Linked DNA regions of Mus musculus: regions 2, 3 and 4 are each linked to region 1. A link is a contact called in public HiChIP or PLAC-seq and promoter capture Hi-C data. All regions are on one chromosome and are shown on one strand. The core of a region is the stretch at or near the end of the contact, and the rest is flanking DNA. Distances in the headings are between cores, read along the strand shown. Region 1 holds the start of Aldh2 (aldehyde dehydrogenase 2, mitochondrial). Region 2 holds the start of Setd1b (SET domain containing 1B). Region 3 holds the start of Diablo (diablo, IAP-binding mitochondrial protein). Region 4 holds the start of Tpcn1 (two pore channel 1).

Region 1 (5,338 bases), core at 1,013-3,512:
CACGAGCTGCCTGGCTTAGGGCAGAGAGCTTGTGTTCTCCAAAAAAAAGCTTTAAAAGCTGAGAAAGATAAGCAGTGTTCCGGAGACAGAGTGTTTAGGGACCCGAGTGGCAGGTAGCCAGCATGCTGTCTCCCACACAAACTTATAAAAGCAAAGAACAGAGCAAGGCCACTCGCATTAACAGTGCTCTTGTGATGTGTGCAATAGGTCAGTGCCATGAAACTTCGGTAATGAACGTGCACTATCCTTGTGATGTCGAAAAAGGCAGCAATGGGGGAGGGGAGTCACTCTAACACCCCCCACCCCCACCCACGGATCACTCACAACTGAATCAAGCCAGAGCACGCATTGGACCTGATACTTTGTGCCCTGCCTCCTGATGAACCAGAGGAACAAAGCTATTGATCAGGTGCTTCCTCTTGCAGTCAATTCCGGCTCTTTTTGAAGTTCAGCTCCTTCAAGCCTGACTGATTGCTTCAGCATCAGCTGCCAGTTAAAAAACCAGCAGCTACTGAAATTTACAGCTTGTATTATGCAAAAGATGGGTTGTTTGTTTGTTTGTTTGTTTGTTTTCCCTTGGATTGACTCCTTGTAGCACTCCTCATGGGCATTTTCAAACAGGTCCTGCGCATGTGTAAATGGCTGCCAGGTCCTGGAAGTACATACTGCAGAAAGCAAGAGGCTAAGGCTACAACACCGGTGGTCAGCAGTCCATCTGGAGGATGTCCACGTTCAACATGAGATCCGACCACTGCTCCTACCCAGAGTTGCAAGAGACCATGGAATGTTTTGGCTAAGGGCTTACTTTTGGAATCCCAGACAAGAACCCAGACTTCACCTTAACTTGGCTCTTTAGGAACCTGACCAGACCTCAGTCTCTTGAGCTGTGTAGTGGGGATAGTTATAGCATCAAACTCCCAGTTCTAAAGCTTATGGGTTAAAGACTGAATTGTTTAGGACGCTGCCCTGCACAAAGGTTGGGGGAGGGGACTTTTGGGGAACCCGGACTGCAGCTCACACCAAGTGCCAAGTGCACGAGGCCCTGTAGTATCAAGAGACATGGGATCACTGTCGCCCAGCACTGGGAAGCCTGGGGCAGGAGAATTACAAGTTCAAGGCCAGCCTGGACAACTTAGTGAGATCCTGTTTCAAAGAAAAAGTAGAGAGAAAGCTGAAGACCGGAGGTGGTAGCTGCGTGTCTGGCCTGCACAAATCCAAAGTGGGGTGGGAGTGGCTGACGGAAGAACACAGAATTCCGGGCCAGCCTTGGCTACAAAATGAGATCTTCTTTCAAAATAACACATCAAGATATCAGCCCTGACTGCTTTCCCATTTTACAGAAGAGGGCAGCCAAGTCCCACTTGTTGCACAAACAAAAAGAATACTTCACAACCACGTTCTTTCATGTGATTCCAGACTTTACCAAAACTCAAAAAGCTAAGACAACATTCCAAAGTCCCGGTTGGGTAAGAGCGGCCACAGAGGGGTCCTGACCCAGCTTTTGCTTCTGAACTCTGGCTCAGGTCTGCGTGAATCGGGTAGGGGTGTATGGGAGGTCTCGCAGAGAGGAGCTGGGACGGCTGGGCCTTCCTGGGTGAACCCGGACCGCGCGGGGAAGGAGCAGGCTGCATCGATGCGGGGTAAAGAGGCCCAGGACTGTCCCAGGCCGAGAGGCGACACACTGCGGCCACATGGGCAAGGGAAGACGCGCGCAAAGATCGCTGGGCGCGGAGGGGAAACTGAGGCCGCGTCGCCCGCTCCGTCCCGCCCTAGGGCCCGAGGAGGCGAAGTGAGTCTCACCTGGTTGCAGAAGACCTCAGGCTGATGGTTGGGGGCTGGCACCGCGCTGGTGGCGGCGGCGGACAACAGGCGGCTCAGGCGCGGTCCGCGGCGGACAGTGGTGAGTGCGGCGCGCAGCATGCTGAACTGAGCGGAGCTTAACTGACCCGAACTGAACTGAAATGGGCGAGCCGAGCCGAACGGAGCCGAGAGAAGCCTTGCCGATCGGAGGGCGACTGCAGCGTTGAAGAACAAGTCCTCGCCTCCGCCCCCTGCAGCCGCCAATGGGAGGCGGAGACACGGGGGCGTGGTCAGGGAGTCCCAGCCCCTCACGGCCTAAGGGGCGCGACCCCTGGCTCCCAAAGCCAAGTCAGAGATGGAGTTTGCAGAACCCTGAGAAAGCCTAGCCAGAGTGGTGTGCGCTCCTAGCAGGGTGGCTGGCGCCTAAGGCTCACATCTGTGCAGATATGGCGGCGAAGAGAATTCATGAATGCGGTTATTCCATGAACAGCCTGGGACTGGGCACTTGAGGTGCAGGACGTCATTGGCTAGAAAGAGACGTGGACGCCTGGTCACTTGTGTGCCTTTCAACCAGGTGAACGCATCACTAGGCTAAGGAGATGGTGAGAATCTTGGCAGGGGCTTCTGGGTAGTGCAAAGAGAAGTGTTTTGAAACCCAGGAGCCCCAAACTGGGTGGAGCCCTTGGAAGCTGAGGCCCAGCCTGTTTCTGAAGCACCCAGAAGGAGGAGACTGCTGTGTATGAGCATCGCCCTGCTTTGGTGACTCGAAGGATATTGTCACCCGCGCTGTAATAGCCAGTGACCAGACAAGGTGTCTGGGCGCGTTTCCTCGTGTGCCTCTCATTTTAGCACCGGACAGCTGAAGTTGTTCCGGACTCCGCACCGTTAGCACAAAACATGAGGAAAAAAGCATTTAAGGACCTCACAGGCTGGTCACATGACCCACCGTAGGTGCAAAGGAATCTGGGAAACTGAGAACGCTGTTGGGAGAAATTAAAAAGGAGCCACTGAGCAGACTTCCAGATTCCCCCCGGGGGTCTGCACATACAGAAATCCAAAAGATATGCTCGAATTTCATATCTCCCTGGAGACTGTGCAGCTCTGTATTAGTCAATCAGGTCAGAATGAAAGCTTGGCTCAGAGAGACACACAGGACCCCTTTGTTTTCAGAATTAAAAAAGAAAAACAGCAGAAAAATGGGTCTGGGTCTTTAATCTCAGCATTCAGGAAGTATTTATTTTATGTTTATGAGTACACTGTAGCTGTACTGATGGTTGTGAGCGATCATGTGGTTGCTGGGAATTTGAATTCAGGACTTCTGCTTGCTTGCTCAGGTCGGCCCCGCTGGCTTCAGTCTAAAGATTTATTTATTATATATCTAAGAACACTGTAGCTTTCTTCAGACACACAGAGGATGTCAGATCTCATTACTGATGGTTGTGAGCCACCATGTGGTTGCTGAGATTTGAACTCAGGACCTTTTGAAAAGCAGTCAGTGCTCTTAACCTCTGAGCCATTTCTCCAGCCCTAGCATTCAGGAAGTAGAAGCAAGCAAATCTCTAGAAAGCTCGAGGCCAGCCTGGTGGTCTACATATGAGTTCCGGCTAGCCATCAATATATACATACATACATATATATATGTATATATATATATCCCTTCAAAAGTTTCACCTGCAGGGGCCCTCTGGGTGTGTTTGCTTGTTCTGCGTGGCAATTCGCCCTTGTGCAGAAGTAAACCATTTTGCCTTGCCAAATGTGGATCGTGAATCTCCACACCCATTTCCTGCAGGAAGGTGTCCCCATTCACTGTTTGTAAAAGGGCTACTTGCTGTCTCATTGACTACAGGCCCATTACCATTTAAAGAATTTTCTATGGGTGACATTTAGGTGGCTTCCAATCTTGGGGGACTACAAATAATGCCCCGGTTTGTAGAGCCACTAAGTCATGGGACATTTCCTAATTAAATACTGATAGTGCTATATACAGGCTCCTCCTCCATTTATGATTGGGTGTGGCCTTTAACTCTTCTCAGGTTGGAAGTATCACAAATCAAGAATGTGTTGAAAGTCTACTTTCGGGCTGAAGAGATGGCTCAGCTGTTAAGAGCACCGACTGCTTTTCCAGGGGTCCCCAGTTCAATTTTCAGCAACTACATGGTGGCTCAGAACCATCTGATGCCCTCTTCTGGTGTGCCTGAAGACAACGGCAGTGCACTCATATACATAAAATTAAAAAAAAAAAAACCTAAAACAAACAAAAAAAGACTTTTAAGAAAGTCTACTTTCTCGTGGTACCTGCCCTGTAACATCAGCATTCAGGAAGTGGAGTCAGGAGGATCAGGAGTTGAAGGTCAACCTGAGCTACATAAAGAGTTCTAGGCTAGTCTGGGCTACAGGAGACTCTATTTCAAACAAACAAATTACTTCCACACCCCTACCACAGAACACAGCTTATCTATTGTCACTGCCGTGCTGTAAATCCTACTTATCAAAAGTCAGTAAAAAGACTGGGTAGGATGGGACCCCAGTGTCGGACAGTGCCACCGCCCTATGGGAATCCATCCTGTTGCGTGCCAAGAGAAGCACAGGGAAGAAGAAGATAGTGCAGGTTGCTCAAAGTCACGTGTCCTTCCCCACTGGGTACCAGGACAGTTCCTGATGGACACAGGATGGTCGGATCTGAAGAAGCCAGGGGTGATCATCAGATCCTTCCCTTGTATCTTCTGAAGCCATGGTGTTCTCTCTCTCTCTCTCTTCTCTCTCTCTCTCTCTCTCTCTCTCTTCTCTCTCTCTCACACACACATCTATTCTTGTGGGAGACTCCACTGGGAGTCCATGGATGTTGGGGGAACTTTACCTTGAATGGATGGTAAACTTTTCTAAGAGGTTCCTCAGATCAATTCTCCTGATAAATGCAGGAGGAACTGAGAACGGGAAGCAGGAAACTCCGGACAGCTTCCCAGAGCCAGCAAGTGCAGTTTTGCCCAGCCAGGGTCACTTTTATTGTTACAGCTACTGTGTTATCAGCATCTCCAGTTCAACAGAGAAGTGCGCCTCTCAGGCAGCATGCTCACAGCTAAATGAAGCACAGCAGGGCTCTCTGTACTCAGAAAGCAGACTTCGGTGCGGGAACATTATGTACCTAACTATTCCCTGGAAACTGAGGCAGGTGGCGGGCACCCCTGTGTCCCTTCTGCTCTTTCTTGCATTTGTTGGCATCCCCAGTGTCCTTGAGAAATATCAACACTGGATGTCTGTGCACCCACGTCCCGAGCTCATTACATTCTCAATTCAAACCAACCCCAAGTGTGAAAAGTGAAGGAGTCGTGTGTGTGCACATGTGTGTGCACGTGCACAAGTGTCTTAGTCAGGGTTTTCATTCCTGCACAAAACATCATGATCAAGAAGCAAGTTGGGGAAGTAAGGGTTTATTCGGCTTACACTTCCACATTGCTGTTCATCACCAAGGAAGTCAGGACTGGAACTAAAACAGGTCAGGAAGCAGGAGCTGATGCAGGGGCCATGGAAGGATGTTACT
Region 2 (4,688 bases), core at 550-3,049, 1.5 Mb after region 1:
GACTTACATCAGACAAAGACAAAGACATACATGCAGATGAAGCTTCCGAAAATTCAGGACATCTCAGGCGACAGTAACACGAGAACGGCAGTGCAGTTAAGGACAGAATGGATTGGGTACTTACAATGTAAAAGGTTTTTAGAAAATTTAACAGTAACAACAGCTCACAGTTTTTTTGTTATTGTTGCCGTTTCGCTACAACTATACATTTAAAACATTACCTTGTTAAAAAATAGAATTAATAAGATGGTCAGGCTTAAGTGTTTAATAGAGGAAACTATATTTAAAAATTTATTGTTCAGTCAAGAGAATACAGATTAAGACAGCTCCAAGCTCTCCCACCCACCCACCCGAGAAAAAAAAAAAAGGAAAAAAATTAAATATGTCATTTACTTAGGTTTTTTTGAATTCAAAACTGTTAACTGCTGACATTAATAGTGTGCTATGACCTAGTTATACAAGACAAAGATGGATTCCAAGTCATAAGGAAAAATCCAGATCTTTTTAAAAGGTCTTCATTCTTCCAAGTGTGAGTCCTTTGGCAAATGTTAAACACATTCAGGCGTCCTGAACTGGATGGTGGAGTCAAAGGAAAAGCATTCCCCATTTGCAACAAAGGAAAAACCCACTTGGCCATTTAATTCCATTGCAGAAAAATGGCTCCCTCATCTGTTGGCCTCTCCTTGGAGTCTGATGAAGGATGTTTTGAGATCAGCGTCTAATAACTCAAGCCCTATAGAAGCCGCGCGCTGATTGGCTGCCGCACCCTGCCGCCCTGCTCCAGCCAATTACCTACCCACGGCCAAATTACAAACCCCGAAAAGAGCCCCAATATGAAATACACCACCACGAAGCCCCGGCGAGGCGGCTGCTTCGCCTCGGCAGCCCGAGAAGAGAGACCGAGGGCGTCTGCAACCAGATCCACGCGAAAAGCCGGGGAAGCCTACGAGTTGAACTCACAAAATGGAAGCCGAGCGCTGATTGGCCGCCGCCACTCCCGGACCTTTAATAAAGAAAGGGGAAGGAAAATGATAAATGCAAAAAAGGGGACTCTCTGTCGCTGGTGGCTGGAGGAAGGAGGGAGGGAGAAGCATGTGTTCAAGACAATTACTGGGCGCTCCCCTCCAAAAATAAAAACAGAAAGGCAAAAAATAAAAACGAAAAAATAAAGAGAAAGAGCTATCTTCCCCGTCCAGGCGAGGGTTGTATCCTCCCAGGAATGTGAAGGCTAGTGTGGTTCCAAACCTTGGTTTCCCTTCCCCAGCACAGCTCCTGGGAGGGAGGGGGCGTGCGGGCCAAAGAGGAAGCGGGATCGGAGATACCTCGATTGCAAACTCGTTTGGGGTCGACGTCTGCCTCCCCTCCAGGCTTCTAGTAGTCATACACACGATCACCCCCCACTCGAAACCCAGCCCTTTTCGCCGAGACTCCACGCGTCCACCACCGGCCTGGGCAGTTTGGAAACAGTTTGGGAGGCCCTGGGGGCGCACACCGTGGAGTCTTCCGTAGCTGGAAGGGTAGCCCCAGCCGCGGGGGAGATAGAAGCCGTGGAGACCCCCCTCTCCCCCGTCAGCCAAGCCCCCCACCTCAGTCCCAGCAGAATAAATAAATTAAAAGGCCTTCCCCCCGGGGAAGGGGGGGGAGGCAGTGTGGGAGCGCGCGAGTGAGGGGTGGGGGGCCGCTGGGGCCCGGGGCTTTGGCGGCGCAGCTGCCGCCGCCGGGAGAGTGCCTGGGGAAGCGGCGAGGAAGGCGAGGGGAGGAGGAAGAGGAGGAGGAGGAGGAAGAGGAGGAGGGTGAGCACTCGGGTCGGGCTCCTTAGCGGTGTATTGTGGGATGTGCGGCTACTGGGAGCCGAGCCTCCGCCGCCAGCCGCCTCCCGGGCAGCAGCAGCAGCAGCAGCGGCGGCGGCAGCAGCAAGGGCAGCGGCAGCTCGGGGCCCGGCAGCCGCTAAGGCGGCGTCCCCCCCATCCCGGCCCCCGGTCCGGCCGCCCCGGCCTCGGCTCCCGCGGGGGACACCATGTACTGGCTGGCGGCGCAGGGAGGCCGGCGCCCGGCGGGGATGTAAGCGCGGCGCAGGGAAGGGAGGAGAGAGAGAGAGAGAGAGAGAGAGAGAGGCCGCGGTCAGAGGAGCCGGGCAGCCCGAGCCCCCGGCCCCCGCCCGGGCGGGCGACGCCAGGCCCTGCCGCGCGCCCCGCTCCCGAGCCGGGCCGAGCGCCACGCCGGGCGGCTGGCGGCACCATGGGCCGGAGCCCGCGTCCTCCGTGCGTCCCGGACCGCGCCAGCCCGCAGCGGGGGCCCCGGGCAGCCCCTCGCTGCCAGCCGGAGACGGTGGCCGAGCGGGCGGGCGCGTAAACCCTCCGGAAAGGGTTTATTCTCTCGCTCCATTCTTAGATTTTTTTTCCTCGGGAGGCGGGGGGGGGGGGGAGAGGCAGCGAGACAAGCTTTCGGGGCGCGCTGGTAAGGTGGGAGGGGGGTGGGGGCCAGCCGATTGGATTCTCGGGCGAATGTGTAGAAGCGTCGGAGAGGACAACAACTTGCTTGGGTTTCAGGTTGGGTTAACGGCATGGAGAACAGTCACCCCCACCACCACCACCAGCAGCCCCCGCCGCAGCCCGGCCCTTCGGGCGAGAGGAGGAACCACCATTGGAGAAGTTACAAGTTGATGATTGACCCGGCTCTGAAAAAGGGGCACCATAAACTGTACCGCTACGATGGGCAGCATTTCAGCCTGGCCGTGAGTAGCCGGCGCGCCTTCCCGCCACCCCCACCCACCCCCGGTGGAGCCCCCAGACAAGAGGCGAACGGAGGGGGACCCCTCTTCCAGCTACCTGGGCCAACTGTCAGCCAGGACTCCCTCCCCTCAGCCTGGAGTGGGACTGGTGCCTTGAGGGGGGGGGGTCTGCCCCTGCCCCTGGGGAGGGTGCCAGCCCTTCTATACTGAACCCCCTGTCTCTGCCCACAGATGTCCAGCAACCGCCCGGTGGAGATCGTGGAAGATCCCCGGGTGGTCGGAATCTGGACCAAAAACAAGGAGCTGGAGCTGTCTGTGCCCAAATTCAAGGTAGGACCCCTCCTCTCTGTCTTATGGTCCCTCCCCCCCTCCTTCCCCGAGTTCGAAAATAACGCCAGTCCTGACCAAGCCCAGCCGGATTCTTAGTTCCCGCCGTCCAGGACTGGGAAGTTTTGGCGGGGAGGGGGGAGAGGGGTGTCCCCTCCGGGCCACTGTAAACAAAATAACACTCGGAGAAACTGTAACGAGGGCACTGAGACTGTATCATGCCGGCAGAGCTGGGGGCTCCCGGTCCCCACCTGGGTCCTTGCGCACCCAGGGCCCTGGCTCAGGGACCCGCCCCCCTCCCAACCCTTTGGCTTTAAAGGGGACAACTTCCTAGACCAGAGGGTCGTCTGGGATCCAGCAGCAAGGATAGGAGGCCAGAATAGGGGGGTGGGGAAAGAGAAACTGTTTCTTTTTCCCCTTTCCTTTCGAACCCAGAGGACTTCCAGGTTCCAAACGATTTAATCCTCTGCTTCCTAGGCCCGCCCGCATGCTTTTTTTGTTTTCTTTTTTCTTTTTCTTTCTTTTTTTTAACTGCTGGGCAAGTGAGGCGTGCTTGTGTTTTCTCTTTGGTTTTAATGTTTTCCAAACTCCCTCCCCCCCCCCCCCACCTCGGCCGCGGCCCCTGGCAGATCGATGAGTTCTACGTGGGCCCTGTGCCTCCAAAGCAGGTGACATTTGCCAAGCTGAATGACAACGTCCGTGAAAACTTCCTAAGGGACATGTGCAAAAAGTATGGGGAGGTGGAGGAGGTGGAGATCTTGTATAACCCGAAGACCAAGAAACACCTGGGCATTGCCAAGGTGGTCTTTGCCACAGTCAGGGGCGCCAAGGAGGCCGTCCAACACCTGCACAGCACTTCTGTCATGGGCAACATTATCCACGTGGAGCTGGACACCAAAGGTTAGTGGTGGCCCGGCCGGTTGGTGGCCTGTGGGGGAGGAGCTGGAAGGCCACCTGTCAGTCTCACCCTCATCTTGGAAACCCCTTTATCGTTCCTTGTCTCTTCTTTGGGATTCCCCACCACCACCACCACCATTTATTTTTTGTCCCCTCCGGAGGGCAGAGTCACATGGAGCCAAATGTGTTGTCTGTTGCTAGGAGACAGACTATAATTTACCAAATGTGCCAGTCCTTGGCCACTGCACCCTTAGGGACCACCCAGAGGCTTCCCCCACCTATGACACCCCTGTGGGCCCCTCTCTGAGCCCCTGTGGCCTGCGTTTAGACAGTCCCTAGTGTTGCTGCCTGTGTTAGGGGAGATGGGAGGGTTTGTTTATTTGTTGGGGGCAGAAGAAGAACCGTGTGCCTTTAAATTCATAAAAGTCATTCCTTAAAGATCTAGGGTGCCCGTGCCCCTTCACCCCCTACCGGTGCCCCTTCCCTGAACCAATCTGAGCCGAGGAGTGTTTCATTGATAATGTTCTGATAGCATTGATAGTGGATCTTGGGGGCGGGCTGCTCTGGGTGCTCATGGGTTGACACTTGTCTTCCCTCCTCTCTCTTAAAGAGACCGCAGCACCTCTGTTTGCTCAGGCAGGCTGGGGAGCCACACCTCCTACCTCCAGAGCTGTTGACTCTCCTCCACCCCCACCCCCACCCCCGCATCCTGGCTCAGGTGAAAAGGCCTGAC
Region 3 (5,202 bases), core at 1,690-4,189, 1.9 Mb after region 1:
CTGAGGATAATAACGTTAACTTTACAAAGTATTTCCACCCATTTCCACTGTGGGTATCACTACTTTTACAGACAATGAAATCTATGCACAGGGTAGTCATGTGACTTTCCCTATAAATCACACATCGTTAAACCTCAAAGCAAATCTTCTCCCAAGCCTGTGCTTTCTCATGTTCTACTGACCCAACATAGTGCTACACAGATGTCAGCAAACATCAAAACATACATCTCTCTAGCAGCCAGAAAGAGGACAGTTGACCCGGAACTCAGACTTTAATGAGATGTGACTTGGTACTGAAGAAGCTAGGACTAGAACAGCTAAGGTCCTTGGAAGGAAGGAAGGAAGGAAGGGAGAGAGGGAGGGAGAGAGGGAGGGAGGGAGGGAGGGAGGGAGGGAGGGAGGGAGGGAGGAAGGAAGGCAGGCAGGCCTGGCTGGCATGAGAGCAACACAACTGGCTAGGCTACTACAGTGCAGGCAGAACTAGACACAGCTCTGTAGCACATAATAGAGTCATGGAGTTCTGATGGCAGGTCCACACCACAGGACAGTGACTGCAGCGGCTCTAGGCCTGTGGCCCACAACTGACTAGTAACCAGGACTTAAAAAGCTGAAAATGAAGAGGATAAACCCATGGTTTTTCAAAGGTGGGGGCAGAAAGAACCTTGGGGGCTGGCAAGATGACCCAGCTGTTAAGAAGACACTTGGGCTGCTGAGCAGGACAACCCTTCTTGCAGCTGCCCTCTGATGCTCTCAGCCACAACCCAAAATTTAGCTCTTCTCCATAAACCACACAGCCAGTGACAAAACAAAACAAAACAAAACCCATCACTTTCCTATCAGCTGCTCACTGACATTTCTAAAATGTAACTTTCTTCCGATGGAGACCCACTCCTCTGTCCCAGCAAATGGTAATTCAAGTGGGAAACAGCTCTCCCTCACTCATGTGCTGCCTGCCAGCTATCACCTCATCAAACTGGAACATTAGCCAGATCATAATATTCCAAGAACAAATCCTTCAAGGCCTTCAGAGAAAATCCAAAGCCCCACAATGAGCCACAAGGATCAGTCACAGTATTTGAGCCCTGGTTATCTCTCCAACCTCACTCCAGCCCGCCCACTTTGCTTTGCTGCATACCACACAAAATACACCTTCTAGGCTTGCCAGGAACCCCTTCTGCTGAAGGCCTCTCCCTCACCCAGGCCACTCAGTCAGCTTTCTCCAAGCTGTCTCACACCACTGCACCATATTTTTCTTCACATTACATCACCAGCTGACTTTGTTTCTTTTCTGACACAGGTCTTCTCTGTGTAATGGCCCTGGCTGTCCTAGAACTCACTCTGTAGACCAGGCTGGCCTTGAACTCATAAAGAACTGTCTGCCTCTGCCTCCCAAGTGCTGGAATTAAAAGTGTGTACTACCACCTCCTGGACTTTTGGTGCTTTTTAAAAAAAAGGCCAGGAGGTGGTAGTTCATACTTTTAATTTATATGAATGGTGTTTTATATGCATGCCTCCAAGTGTGTCTGTGTGAGAGTGTCAGATTCTCTGGAACTGGAGTTACAACAAGGTGAGAGCTGCCTGATGGCTGCTGGGAAACACATGGCTATTCCTCCCGTTTCTGCCTACCCTCCCCACTTCAGTTCTTTTACAATGCATTTTTAACCTCAGGACCCTCAAAGGTTAAGCAGCACATGTGCAAAATTTAGCCCCTTCGATTTTGGTACAAGAATAACGGTCTACTTCCCAGTTCAACTGATGCTCAGTTTCAGGGGTGGTGGAGTGGGGGCAGAATCTGTTAAGAACACTGTTTCTATAACATGAGAAAATGGGAAACGTGCTCCACTCGGAAGATGCGGGTTTAGTACAGTACATGGCATCATGGAAGGGGGTACCTATGAAAGTGTGGCAGCTTGTCCAATGCTCAGGAGTTCACTAAGACTTGGAAATAGTCTCTGGGGCAAGTCAGGGTCCGGGCGTTCTTTCCCTGGCCCCTTTACCCTATATATAATAGTCACATGACAGTCCCTTACCTGAGCAATAGGAACCGCACACAGTGTCATGCCAAATCCAGTCAACACAGTTTTGTGCCATGGTTTTATCAATTCTGAGAAACAGCGTTTCTTAGAGTTAGCCAAGACAGGAAAACGCTGTCTGTACCTGGAAACATAAGTCAAAATTTAAAAAGCCCAAAATCAATCTGTAAAAGGCTCTGTGGTCTGCAGGAGTTTTGGACCAAGCAGTAAATGAGACTAAATGAGGAAGTGCCCGCAATCTTCTAAGAAAATAAACCACAGGACGGCCAGTTAAGTCTCGGCACTCGGGAGTCAGGGGCATGCGATCTGAGTTCCACGAGCGACAGGTCAATGCGCGTGGAAGCGTCCCGCCAGGCGGAGAAGTTTCAAAGTCGCCGCAGCCGATTAGCAACTTGACGCCAACGTAAAACTCTCCGGAGTGCGCAGGATTCAGCTTTAGACCCCGGGACCTGGGTTCCAGGTGTCGCCAATGGTCGCCTCCAGCAAATCCCGGGAGCGAGCCGCTGTCGCCGGTGGCCGAGTTTACGGGGACCCGTGCTCTCTCTAACAATGCGCTGCCAGCCAACGCCGTGGCCCGGCTGTCCCTCAGTGTCCCTGGGGACCCCCCAAAGCCAGCCCCCGGGATGCGTGGGAGGAGAACCACTTTCAGGCGCCCGTCCCTGATGGAGGACGAGGGACGAAGGCGGGGGCCCGCCTCTAACTTCAGAAGAAGGCGGGACGCGGCAGCACCACGGCCCGGGGCCGACGCACTGGCCGGCACGGCGCTCCCGGTTCCTCTCCGCCGCCGCCCGCCCTCTGCTACCGCGGCCGTACCTGAACAGAGAGCAGACGCTCCGAGTCACCCAACTTCTCAGAGCCGCCATCCCGCGGCGGACCGACGCCGGACGCACGCGCCGGAAGTGACGCAGCATAGCAAGCAGAAGCGCAAGCGAGGCGGGGCCCAAGGAGCCCGGAGCTTCATGGTCACGCCCCCAGAGGAGGACGCGGTTGCGATTGGACAAACGGAGTGGGCGGGGCCGGGACACCAGGAAACCGCTCTAACGGTCGCACCTGGCTTCCAACCGCTCCGACTTCGTCGCCGGTCCCCGCAGGCTCCAGTGCACGGGTGCTGAAGCCGGGTCGCGCGCCGTGACGCGGGCAGCGGGCTGGGGGGCGAGGCGAGGCGGGGCCGCTCCTGGAAAGGGAGACTGTGTGGCCAGGGAGGGGAAGCTCGGAGCCACGGCGAGGCGCGGTGGGGCGGGGCGGAGCAGGGCGGGGCCGGGGCGCTGTCACTTCAGCACCAAGAAGTAGGTGGTCCAGCCGGCCAGCAGGAGCGCCCCGATGAGCACAGTGTAGCTGAGGAGCACGAAGGCGAGCAGCTCCCGCAGCAACTGCAGCACGTGGATGGTGGACGAGGTCTGCATCGCCCTGCAGAGACCGGGAGCCTGAGCACGCACAGGCTGCACGCAATGAACAGTACTCTTCCAAGGCCAAGGAAGCCCAAAGTGCTATTCTCCCCTACACTGAAAGTCTAAAGCAGTAGTTGCCCCCCACTCTCACTGGCACTTGAACTCAGACAAGGGAAGGAGCCTGGTCTTTTCCAGTCCTGACTCTGTATTAGGCTCCAACCGCCCTCTCTTCCCACCATCTCTTGCATTTTTAATGGAGCTGGTGCCGCTAATGGGCTAGTGGAAGACAGTTTTATTTTCCCTTCACTCAAGCCGCAGCCCTGTCTATGGCCCTGTCTCATAGTGGAGGGGAAGCAGCAGGACATTGCTCATTCCCTCCGTCATTCCCCTGGCCTTGTCGATGATAGATTTTAAGGATTTTTTCTTGTGTGTGCCCCCAGTATGCTTGCCTAATAGCCAGTCAGGATTAAAATTGAAGGGTGTCAAGTGATGGGTACTAACTCGATTTCACTCATATCTTTCTTGATATGCTTTATGCATCTGCCCTTAGCTAATTTCACCTCAGATGCTAAGAGTCACAAGCTAGCTCAAATTCATTGCTGCCTTGCCTAGCAGTTACCATCAATGGCAGCCTCTAGTTTCCCACTCTTCCCAATTTACTTACTTGGCAAAGTTTCCACGACTCTTCCACCTCCACAGCTTCCACAGCCGCTCTCAGGTATGGTGAAAGTAGACTTGTACGCACTCCAGAGATCTGGGCAGAGCTGAGAGGTCTTCAGGCAGCTGGAGCACTCAACAACTAGGTGTGGTCTAGCGACCAATTACAATCTCTGTGTGGTTTCTGAGCTCCCAGGGAGCTGCGCACAGGCAATGCCAGACCAGGCGGGGCATTAACAGCCCTGCCCGCCCTCTGCCTGCATTACCTCCACAGCCTACAGGATGAGGCATCAGCAGTTTCCAGGACTTCTGACTCAAATGGGCTGAACAAGTGGTACACTAGGGGGTATTTCAAGCCCCTTCTTGTCTTGCTTGTCTAAATACTACAGACAGGCTGTACTTCCAATACTGCTAATACTGAGAGCAGCCCAGTTAAGTCTGGGATCTGGCAGAACCACTACACATTCACCAAGACTATCTTAGTAATGGAAAAGCTGCTGTTTTAAGAACGACAAGTGTGAACATGAATATGTGTGTGTGTGAGAACCATAGATGATAGCCCCAGAGCACGTGATCCTAATTTACAAAGTTTAGCAGTTTGCAAACTCAGTGCCCAGGCACTTTCCCAGTATAGCCACTTCTAAATTCAACGACAAAGGTGAGGCCCAGAAGGAGCCAGCTGGGAAAGCACAGAACATGTTCCCGTTCTGATGGAACAAAGGAAAAGTGACCAGGAATAGACAGCGCATCCTTCTGCTTGTACTCGATTATAAAGACTATTATTGACCTCTGAGAAGCAGGCAGTGTGGATGGCAACCCTTTTATAACATCATCATCCAGAAGCAAATGGCTGCTTAATGTAATCAGGATCTCTTATTATCAAATTATTGCCTGGGCGAAGTCTGGGCAAAAACGGGGGCAGGACATCTACACACAGCTCAAGAAGCCAGGGAGTAGTAATTGCTCCCCCAGAGGCCTGGGCAACTAAAGGGCTCCATGTCCTGCCTCATCACCAGAAGGACAGGATGCCTGCCGGGATGTATACTACCACCCAATAACCAGAGTGACAGATGAAAGGGCCAAGTTGTTCAAAACAGGCCTCTCTTCCCTCCTCGCTCACACTT
Region 4 (4,995 bases), core at 1,846-4,345, 1.0 Mb before region 1:
TAATCGTTACTGATGAACGTGTTCTGGATCTGGCATCAGCGATGGCCATGCAACTGGAGCAGCCCACACTGGTTTCAAAGTTGCTATGAAGTAAAGGATGACTTTGAACATCTGATCCCCCTGCCTCTGCTGGGATTACAACTGTGCATCACACCTGGTTTATAGGGAACTGGGGCCTGAACCCAGGGCTGTGTGCTAGACCTCACTCTACCTGGTAAGCCACAGCCCACACTGCCACTGTGTTTCAACATTAAAAAAAAAAAAAAAGTTAGGAATTGCCACATCTGCTATGATTGGGAGGTTGAGGCAGGAGAGTGACATAGTTTAAGGACAGTTGAACTGTATATAGTAAGTGTACTTACAGAGAGAGAGAGAAGGTGAGGGAGAAAGGAGAGAGAGGAGAAGAAGAAGAAGAAGAAGAAGAAGAAGAAGAAGAAGAAGAAGAAGAAGAAGAAGAAGAAGAAGAAGAGGGGGAGGGGGAGGGGGAGGGGGAGGGGGAGGGGAGGGGAGGGGAGGGGAGGGGAGAGGAGAGGAGAGGAGAGGAGAGGAGAGGAGAGGAGAGGAGAGGAGAGGAGAGGAGAGGAGAGGATGAATAAGAGTTATGGAGATAAAGGCACACCAACTATGAAGAAGGTAAGACCAGGTATGCTGACCCAGGCTTGTAATTCCAGCACTTGGGAGACCTGAGGCAGGAAGGTCCTAGTTCAAGGCTAGCCTTGGCTATATATTGAGCTCAAGGCCAGCCTGACTTATAAGAGACAGTCTCAACAAATGAAAATCAGAGTCTGTTGTGATGGTGCATGCCTTTAATCTGAGCACTCAGAGGCAGAGGCAGGTGGATCTCTGTGAGTTAGAGGCCAGCCAGAGTGTGTTCCAGGACAGCCAGGGCTATACAAAAATAAAAACCTCTACACATCAGGTAGGGACAGAGGTAATAGGTAACTTTCCTGAGTGCCCACAGTCAGAAAGCCAAGCTTTGTCTCCAGGCCTACATTCCTAACCAGGTGTGGTGACTCTTAAAGTCACCAGGTCTTGTCCTCAGAGAGCAGTAATTACTCTTGGGAATACATAAGATCATCCTGGCTTTGCTGGTGGCCGACAGGAATTCTTCTTGCATGACCTTTGCGCTCCTCTACGGGAGATGTTCAATGAGGAAGAAGCACTTGCACATTCCTTACAACTTATAATCAGAGTCCTTTTCAAAAGCCCCATCCTTCCTTCTCTCCAGGTTTAAACCCTCAGGACTGGCCTGTTCGAGAAGCTGTTTACACAGACCGGCTTCTGCTTACTGAGATAAAAAGAAAGGCAGGACTCAGCAGATCTGCCCGGGGACCTTTGAACTTAGAGACAGCAGCAGGTTGCTGCCTCCAACTGTGGCCAGTGCACCAGACATAGTCCGCCTCCAAACCAATCCTCGGCAGGACAACTGGGCAATGTCTGCCCCCTTTCCAGGAACGATGGATGGGAACATCACCAGGCAGAGACAGCCTGTCTCTCTTAACAGAGGCGGTGGCGGCAGCGGAGATAAACACCACTTTCTGCAGCAGCCTGCTAAGCCTGAAAGACTCTGCCTGGCAAAGTTCCTGCAAGTGGGGGGTGGGGAGGGGGTTGTTCGTTTGTGTTTTTTGTTTTCCTTTTCCAGATTTGAGAATTTATTTTGCTTGGAAATCTCAACAAGGGGAGACAGAAGAGGAACTCCCACAAGATACCCGTCATTTGGCTGCCTAAAGAACTGCAGTGTGTTTTGAATTTTGGCTTAACTCTCTCCTCCCCCAGTGCCTTGCATAGACTAGGCTCACACTTCTAACGCACTCCACAGCAGAGGGATTACAAGGATGTACTTTGAGGCCATGAGGAGGAGGCTCTAACAGTGTGTTCTCGCTATTCACTTGGAAGGCAAGAAGCTCTCCCAACGCATGACAACAGGTTTCTAATGTTCGTCACTAGCATCCTAGGGAGATCCTCCCAGTGGGTTTTACATTTTAACAGCGGGATGCATGACTCCATTCTAACATGCCTGGTCTCACCTCAATGGCTCTCGCCTGGAGTGACTTTGTCCCCACTGTCTAGAAATATTTCCAGCATCACAACTTGGGATTGATTGCGAGGGAGTCCAGAGAGGCTACTGAACATCTACAGTACACAGCTGTAGACCCCACCCACAGGAAACAACCTCCTGGCTCCGACTCAACGGCTCTGCCCTCAGTTGGTTAGCGCCCACTTGATACATGAGGCAGCTTAGCGTGGCCTCTCCCAAGTAAAGAGCCACAAGTAGTCATGGAACGCAGGGGACACTGCCCACTTCAGCGCAGCCCCACCAACTATTCCTAGAAACTGCACTCCACTTAGGCGAAATCCACCAACCGCTTTCTTGTTTTTTGTCTTTGGTGGTAGGGATATCCCTATGGAGCTTTGAAGCTTTGAAGTTGCCATTCTCCTGCCTTTGCCTCCTGAAGAGCCTATGACTTTTCAAAGAGAAAGAAACGGGGCCCAGAGAGGGTAAGTAAACTGTCCAAGGTCACACAGCAGACTCGGAGCTCCTAAGGTCCAGCCCTTTGGCAGACCTTGGTTCTCTCTCTAGCGGAGACCCAGCGAGTCACCCCTGGGGTAAGGTCACCCCTGGAAGAAGGTCCCGGAATCAGATAGCTAGCTGCCATCCTGCGATCTGTCCCCTGAGGCAGACTGACCCAGGCAGGAGTCCCCGGCCAGGTCACAAGAGGACACAGCAGGGAGGTGAGCAGGGAGGAAGGGTCGCTCGGGGGCTCTAGCTCCCCACGATCCCCATCGCGATCCGGGTCGCCCCAGGAAGTCAGGCCAAAGAAAAGGGGTGCAGAGAGAAGGGGATCCGCAAGGAGAGAGCATGCCGGCCACCTCCCAGGGCCCCGCCTCGGGCTTCTGGAGCACTCAGCCCCAGCCCCTTCTCTGCACCTTCTGACCCCTGACCCTTGCCCTCGGGCCAAGATCGCGCACCCCTCGGATCCTTACACGCGCCGTCCCGGGATCCCGCACTGTGCACTGGGTCTGCACAGCGTAGCTCAGCCCGCAGTTGCCGCCGCCAATATCCCCAGCGCGGAGCCTCAGCAGCCGCCACCGCCGCCTCACCGCTGCCACAGCGGCAGCTGCGCCAGCCTTCGCATCCGCCGACTCCTGTCACTCAGCCCCGAAAGCCCCGCCCACGGCCCTAGGCCACAGCCTACTGGCCATCAGAGGGGTCGCAATGAAATTTGACAGGGTAGACTACACGTCACTCAGCGTTCTCACAGCCCTCCTCCCAAAGGGAGGGCGGGGCGAGGAAGCAACACCCCTTTCCTCCCCACCCCACCCCCACCCCCGCCTCACTCGCGCAACCAACAGGAATCCTGCGTCTTTCCATTGGCGAAACGTCAGAGAGGCGGGGATTTTGATTGGCCATCTTTCAGGAGGCGGAGCCAACGCAACCCGATTCGAAGTTAAATGGTGAAAAAGAATGTCAGTCAAACTCAAAGTCCCGCCTTCTAAGAGTGGCTCGTAACCTAGCAACATAAGGGCCGCCGAGTTGCTTAACTGTGGGCCAAGAAACTTGCATCTTGAGGAGCTGGTGAGTGACAGCGGGGAAGCCCCAGGCTGCAGGCTGTGTGCACCTAGTAGGCACGCCGTCCAGTGATTTCTCCCCTCCAGGCGTCCGCGCCCCACTTGCCATCCCGTCCAGCTCCAGGTCCTCACTCCCTTGCCCAACCTCCATCCTGTCCTCCTCTAGGCCTCCTGCAAGCACCATCAAGTATCCTCTTCTGATAGTCTTGCTTCCTGTCTGGTCCACCTGCCATTTCATAGTCCCTCTCCTCATCTCTTACTGATACCATTTGTGAAGTTCACATCGAGTGAACTTAGTTCAAGTAATTGGATGGGTTGGTTTGTTTTGGTGCCCACTGTCCGCACTATGTTCAGAGGTCAGCTTGCTGGGTGCGTGACCCCCTTCAGTGTATGCTTAAAATAAGGATTTGTTGTTTGTTTTGATTTTGGAACAAGGTCTCACTATGTAGTCTCGAACTCACTCTGTAGACCAGGCTAGCCTCAGACTCACAGAGATCCACCAGTCTTTGCCTTTGAGTACTGGGATTAAAAGCATGTGCCACCACCCTTGGTCTAATTAGGTTTTTTCCCCTTTAATTGTTAAAGTTTTATTATCATTATTAATATTATTATCACTATGTCTGCGTTGGTGGGGTATGTGAATGTGAATACAGACAAAGGGTTTTGGATCCTCTGGAGCTAAAATTAATTACGGGTGGGCAGTTGTGAGCCACCTGTCATAGGTGCAGGGGACTAAACTCTAGTCCTTTCAAAAAGCCGTACACGCTCTTTTAAAATAACGTAAAGCTTTATTTATTTTTACTTTATATGTATCTGTGGGTGCCTACGTGTATGTGAGTGCACAAGGTATGTTCACAACGTGTGTGTGCTGTGACTGCCAGGCTAATTGCAGTGATCCCCGCCACGACTTATTCTACCCTAACTCCCTCTGTCTAAGCATTTCCTAGGACATTCTCTTGGCTCATACAACGAATAATTCACATATTTAACATGGGCTTATTGAGTGCTTAGTGTGTGTCTTAGTTAGGTTTTGACTGCTCGCTTTACACCTTGACCAAGGCAACTCTTGTAAGGACAACATTTATTTGGGGCTGGCTCACAGGTTCAGAGGTTCAGTCCATTATCATCAAGGTGGGAGCATGGCAGCATCCAGGCAGGCATGGTGCAGGACGAACTGAGAATTCTACATCTTCATCTGAAGGCTGCTAGCGGAAGACTGACTTCCAGGCAGCTAGGATGAAGGTCTTTTGTTTGTTTGTTCTTGTTTTTCGAGACAGGGTTTCTCTGTATAACCCTGGCTGTCCTGGAACTCGCTTTATAGGCCAGGCTGGCCTCGAACTCAGAAATCCGCCAGCCTCTGCCTCCAGAGTGCTAGGATCAAAGGTGTGCGCCACCACGCCCAGTTTAGGATGAAGGTCTTAAAGC

The links. Promoter capture Hi-C pulls out the DNA fragments that hold promoters and counts their contacts. HiChIP or PLAC-seq counts read pairs in DNA pulled down with a chosen protein or histone mark.
Region 2: a contact with region 1 is called in an H3K27ac HiChIP or PLAC-seq map of bone marrow-derived dendritic cells, with 6 times the contacts expected there. The contact joins the promoter of Setd1b here to the promoter of Aldh2 in region 1. A contact is called at or near these places in 1 of 39 promoter capture datasets (cranial neural crest) and 1 of 115 datasets of contacts at active chromatin or transcription factors (bone marrow-derived dendritic cells).
Region 3: a promoter capture Hi-C map of pre-B cells shows a contact between it and region 1, with 2.2 times the contacts expected there. The contact joins the promoter of Diablo here to the promoter of Aldh2 in region 1. A contact is called at or near these places in 1 of 39 promoter capture datasets (pre-B cells) and 1 of 115 datasets of contacts at active chromatin or transcription factors (pancreatic cancer cells).
Region 4: a promoter capture Hi-C map of liver shows a contact between it and region 1, with 5 times the contacts expected there. The contact joins the promoter of Tpcn1 here to the promoter of Aldh2 in region 1. A contact is called at or near these places in 2 of 39 promoter capture datasets (liver and pre-B cells).

Annotation. Positions count from the first base shown.
Region 1 is chr5:121,591,562-121,596,899 of GRCm38.p6, forward strand. It overlaps Aldh2 (aldehyde dehydrogenase 2, mitochondrial), which reads right to left and starts at 2,263. Exons shown (of 13, transcript NM_009656.4): 1 at 1,801-2,263. The coding sequence starts at 1,920.
Region 2 is chr5:123,140,394-123,145,081 of GRCm38.p6, forward strand. Setd1b (SET domain containing 1B) reads left to right here and starts at 1,800. Exons shown (of 17, transcript NM_001040398.2): 1 at 1,800-2,061; 2 at 2,550-2,734; 3 at 2,963-3,061; 4 at 3,688-3,958. The coding sequence starts at 2,564. It also overlaps a transcript of Rhof not described here.
Region 3 is chr5:123,521,225-123,526,426 of GRCm38.p6, forward strand. It overlaps Diablo (diablo, IAP-binding mitochondrial protein), which reads right to left and starts at 2,940. Exons shown (of 6, transcript NM_023232.3): 1 at 2,847-2,940; 2 at 2,031-2,157. The coding sequence starts at 2,896. Mir7647 (microRNA 7647) reads right to left here and starts at 1,471; the gene lies at 1,413-1,471.
Region 4 is chr5:120,585,518-120,590,512 of GRCm38.p6, forward strand. It overlaps Tpcn1 (two pore channel 1), which reads right to left and starts at 3,096. Exons shown (of 28, transcript NM_145853.2): 1 at 2,986-3,096. Iqcd (IQ motif containing D) reads left to right here and starts at 3,506. Exons shown (of 5, transcript NM_029408.2): 1 at 3,506-3,577.